Linked DNA regions of Zea mays: region 2 is linked to region 1. A link is a contact called in public Hi-C data. All regions are on one chromosome and are shown on one strand. Each heading gives the region's core, a stretch centred on a gene start, on an enhancer-like site or on the middle of the called end of the contact. The rest is flanking DNA. Distances are from core to core; before and after follow the strand shown.

Region 1 (2,700 bases), core at 135-2,634:
AAAACAAGCGGCCGTGGCTCCAAATCCTTGCAGCTTACACGGGGAACTGACTAAGAGCATCTCCAACAACGTGACCTATAAAAATGCCTTATAATTTAAAAATAAGTAAATTTTATAGAATTTAGGGCACTAACAAAACACTCTGCTCCAACAGTAAAGCCCCAAATCTAGATTATAGGGCAGCCCACTACGGTGTAGTATATTTGAGGCACTTGAGAGGGTGCCCTATAGTTTTTTGACAAAATTTATTGAATTGAGGCACTGTTGGAATGGTTTTTCCTGTGTAGAGCCCTATATTTCAATTTGAGGCACTAGTTTAAGGTATTGTTGGAGATGCTCTAATACTACTATGACTAGTACATACTCTCTCCGTTTTTTTAGTTGTCGCTGGATAGTTCAATTTTGCACTATCCAGTGACAACTAAAATGAAACGGAGAGAGAGTATACGTTATCAGCACTTTGTCCGTGTCATCTATCTTTTTTTTTTGTTTTTACGATTGGGATGCGCTATGCTAGGCTTTGTGCACGGTAAGTGGATGATATGAGTTCATGCTCTGCTAAACTTGACGCGTCTCGTGATGGTGCAAAATAATAATAATAATAATAACTTCGTGTTTGTGAGTTGTGACCAAGGTAAAGAGTAACAAAGTCATGTACCTAGGGCGTAGCTAGGATTTTTGTACGGAGAGGGTCATAAACAGTACTTATAAAAGATTATATGTAGCATATGAGTGTTTGATTTCAGTTTCGATTTAACTTAATAGACTACATGCATTTTTTTTATCAAACGAACAAACAAAGAAATAACCAATATTTATTGAATATTTATATACTTAGTCTCTGTTTGTTTCGGATTATAATCTCTCTAGATTATATAATCCAGCGCAAATAATCTAATAGGTAAACAAACACATAGATTATAAGTTCAGATTATATAATCTAAAGCCTAGATTATGATAATCTTATAATCTCCTCAAGAGTAGCTTATTTGAGATTATTTTGGCAAAAGACCCACTACCCATGGTTATGTAAATAGAAATTACAATATATGTCATTCTTCTTTCCTCACATCAAATAAACAAACAAGGGTATTGCTGTCTTTATGAATAATCTACATTTGTATAATCTAGACTACCAAACAACTATATGTAGATTATAATATGTCTAGATTATAATCTAGATTATATAATTTAGATTATAATCCAGATTATATAATCTATAAACTGAAACAAACAGCTCCTTAACTACTTTATTATTAGTAGTAATTAGCATATATTTATGCGTTTGATAAACATAGACTTCGAAAAAGAATAATCGTCACATACTCACATGTAAGAAAGCCAGAGCATCATAGTGCTATTCGAATTCTGCTTGTCATATTCAACATGTATAATGTATATAATCCAACTTGCTCACCATCTTGTCTTGTATCTAATGACAACTTAATGCATGCCACCAGAACCCAGTATCCCTTGCTGAATGGAACTCACCGAGTCTCAGTGAGTCACCGTAGCACGCTGCACGCATGGTCCATCGCAGATGGGGAGAAAAAAACGACAACACTGAAATACCCGTCAAGCCCTCAACGCACAAGCCCTCTCAATATTTATTCATCAGCAACGCCCACTATTCCATCTATTTTTCCTTTCCCCCCACGGCCCACACTTGCATCGCCGAGAGCCGAGGACGCACCTCCCTCTCGTCTCGTCGCCTCGCCTCCTCCCTTCCCTTCAGCACGTCCCACGCGCTCCTCCCTACGCCGCCGCCAAGGGTTGCTCCCGCACCACATCCGAGCGCGTCGCAGCCACGTCGCCCACGGCCATGGTGATCTCGGCCGAGCCGCCCCCGCCGCCTCCCCCAGATCCCGTCGCCGACGCCGCGGCGGCGGCGGCCACGTCGAACGCCCGCCAGGCGGCGGCCGCGTTCTCCTCGTTCCCGTCGCTCAAGACGTGGGGGAGCCACCGGGCCCTGCGCTGCGCCCACGTCAACCGCGCCGGCGACGCCACCGCCACCGCCACCGCCAGGCGCTCCCCCGGGAAGCTCGCCGCCGTTGCCGGAGAGAAGGCGCTGGGGAACCTCCACGAGGTGGAAGCAGGGAGCAGCGACGCGGACCACGTGGCGGCCGCCCCCGCCTTGCCACCGTGGAAGCTGCGCACCCGACGACGGCGCCCCACGCCCACGGTGGCGGCGCCGTCCGCGAGCACGTCGCGAACGCCCGAGCGGAGGCCGTCGCGGGCCTGCGCGGAGGCCCTGGGCCGGGCGCGCTTCTCCGTGGCGCTCACGCGAGAGGAGATCGAGGAGGACGTCTTCGCCGTGACCGGCGCGCGGCCGCGCCGTCGCCCTAGGCGGCGGCCTCGCCCCGTGCAGAAGCAGCTCGATGTGAGTCCCCCCGCTCTCCCTCCGAAGCCCGACGACCTCCTCCGTCCCTTTGCCCTGTTCCAGGGACCCGTATGTGATTTCGTAAAACATTGCGTCCCCAGATCCTATTCCCCGGCTCGTGGCTGTCGGAGATCACCGCCGAGACCTACCGCGTGCCGGACGGCCGGTGAGAGACCGCGTCGCCGGCCCATCAAGGAGCACCGTGGAGCCGTCGTCGTCCCGCCCATGGACGAGGGCGCAGGAACCCGAAAGGCGAATTGGGCAATCACAATCCGGTGCTGCTGTTCATTCTCTCTTTAACTCGTCTTCTGCTGGTCATG
Region 2 (2,700 bases), core at 114-2,613, 390 kb after region 1:
AACAGGAAATGGCAAAGTTTCACTTTTGTGGGTTTTTAAGGCAGGTTTGGTTCACACTAAGTTACCAGAGTTTGTCTAACTTTTCTATCTAAGGTTAGTTATTCAATTTAGATGTCTAACCTTAGGTAAAGTGTGACACATTTAGCCATAAATCAAACAAGTTTTTAGTTTAGCCTATATAAATTAAATATTGTTTATTGGTCACGGTGTATGATTTTTTGTTGTCTATTTGACATCAGTCGATGGTATACCAGTTAGAAATTAATATGGTGTTTGGTATGAGAAATGAGGTGGTCCATTATCTTTTTGCTTCTCACTTTTTTTGTTTGTGGATTGAAATAAGTTGATCCATCACCACCTTGTTGTTATGTATCATTTTATTTTAGATGGAGTGATTTATCAAATAAACATAAAGTGTCTACAATAAAATATAAGATACTATGTAATGTAAAACTAACATAAATTTATAGTCCATAGTTTTAGTTTATTATGCTCAGCGTCAAGTACAGGAGCTTAATCAAGCGTTAACTACAGGAGCTTAACTAGCGTGGATCCTGCTCCTGCCATACAGACCGCCGGTACTGTTGGCCCGTGGCCGCAGCCGGCGTCCGCCTCACGGTCACGGGCCTGCCAGCGGCGCAGGCGCGGACACGAGTGTCAGAGCCAGAGCGAGGAAAACGACGCGCTAGCGTGTGATGTCACCTGCCCGACTTGTCTTCTCCATTTTTTCCTTTTCTTCGCATCGCCTTCTTTGGGATCCGTCGGCTAGACGCACGCGGACCTCTTCTCAGCTCGACGCGACTACAACTACAGTCTCCTGCCCTTCCCCTTGTCTTGTCCGTAGCATCGTCGTCGATACTACAGTATGCATGTGCGTCCCTGTCTCTGTCTTTGCTAGTACGCATGAAAAACACAGCGCCATCCGCCCATCCGCCATGATTAGCATGACTACAACGTTGCGATAGTCTCGGAGACGCCGACGAGTGTCTGCTGCCCCTGTCGGTGGTCCGACATTGACCTTTTTCTGCCCATTCAGTCATTCACAGATTTTTAAAATTTTTTATTTCGACTTTTGTTGCTTTTCGGGACTATATGTTTTTTTTTGAAGCTTTTGTGCCCATTCCGGATTTTTTTGAAACTGAAAAGCCACAAAATTCTCCGCCAGCTTTGACCATCCACTGCCGGCGGTGCAGAGGAGGCCAAGCAAGCGGCAGCGGTCCAGCGGAGAAGGCTGACATCCGTCTACAACGTCCCTCCTACTCCTACACCTCGTCGGTGAAGCCCGCTGCCGTGCCGTCCCCCGTCCTCCACTTCGCGTCCCGTGCACATTGGGCTTCCTCGCGACGCGTTCTCCACTTCTCCTCCGCGCTACACTCACACTTAAGTCGAAGTCCGACAGAGCCCCACCTGTCATCTGCTACCCCTCCGCGAACAGACCGGGTCGCCACCGACACGCCCACGCTCGACTCTGTTGCTTTGCTTCCCTGCCCTGGACCTTCGTCCTCGCGGCGCGTGCCGAGGTGGAGGAGGAGCCAGCCGCCGTCGCGTGCCATCTACACCACCACTTTTCAGCTCCCGGATCGAAGCACGGGTCGGTTAAAGGACGGAGCCCCGAGCGAGCTTGCGCGGCCTGGGCCTGGCACGGAGACGGGAGGCCGACTTGGCACGGAGACGGAGACGGTATGAGCAGCAGCAGCAGCCTCGCCATAGTGGAGAAGAAGCCGCCGCCGTTCCCCGGCGGCGGCGGCGGCGGCGTGCTCTTCCACCTCCTCGACTGGCACCGCCGCCTCGCCCGCAAGCGCAGGCTCTTCTCCCCGCGCCGCCTGCTCCCCTCGTCCCTCCGCTCCTCCTCCTCCCCACGCAGGCCCCCGTGCCCGCCACCTCCCGCTTCCCCGCCGCCGCCGCCGCCACCGCCGCGCCCGTCCGATGCCGCCGCCCCGGGCCTCGTCGCGCGCCTCATGGGCCTGGAGTCCTGGCCCGCGCCGCCGAGGCCGCAGAAGCAGAGGAAGGTGGAGGCGTCGCGCGCGGACGGCGCCGACTCGGCGGTCGTGCTGGTGCTGCCTAAGACCCGCAGCCGTCGCCCTCCCGCGCCCGCGCCCGCGCCGGCGGCGAGGAGCCACCACGGGGCCGACCTGCCGGCGCGGAGCCCGAGGCGGACCCGGCTCGTGCACGCGGCCGCGGCGAAGCTGCTGGACCCGGGCGCGCGCGCCGGCTCACGGGCAAGCGCCAGGCTGGCCCTCGCCTACGCTTGCTCTTCCCCGCAGCACCGCAGGGATGGCCACGCCAGCGCCTTGCTTCAAGGCTCGAGAATGGCCGACGACTTCCTATCTCGCTCCGACAGCTTGCTCTTGGAGGAGCGTTCCGCACGGGTACATGTACAGGTACAGCCTCCTGGTCTTCCTGCGGAGACAGACACCGCTGCTGTCCCGCGTAGGCACGGCCATTTTTCCGGTAACAGCAACGCCGATGCAGCGACCAGTACCAGTACGATAGTGTTGCCAAGAATGGATTTTGGGGATGGGAACAGGAGCAAACGGGGCTCTGATATGGATGCCAAGCACAATGAGAGTGGAGTAAGAGATGAGGTAGTGCGCACTTGTGCCAGGGTTAGATCGAGCGGTGCTGCCGTTCAAACTGGAGACGAGAGGTCGTTGCGCAAACGAGCAACACCTACTCGGCCGGAGGTTTCTGGTTCTGGGA

Evidence for each region. Hi-C and Micro-C count contacts between places; a contact is called where the count stands out from the background.
Region 2: a contact with region 1 is called in a Hi-C map of tassel, with 4 times the contacts expected there. The contact joins the promoter of LOC100277355 here to the promoter of LOC103634794 in region 1. A contact is called at or near these places in 2 of 25 Hi-C or Micro-C datasets (root tip and tassel).

The regions. Positions count from the first base shown.
Region 1 is chr8:12,795,239-12,797,938 of Zm-B73-REFERENCE-NAM-5.0, forward strand. It overlaps LOC103634794 (DUF1639 family protein), which reads left to right and starts at 1,385. Exons shown (of 2, transcript XM_008657385.4): 1 at 1,385-2,380; 2 at 2,482-2,700. The coding sequence starts at 1,823. The coding sequence ends at 2,550.
Region 2 is chr8:13,186,466-13,189,165 of Zm-B73-REFERENCE-NAM-5.0, forward strand. LOC100277355 reads left to right here and starts at 1,364. Exons shown (of 3, transcript NM_001361288.1): 1 at 1,364-2,700. The coding sequence starts at 1,683.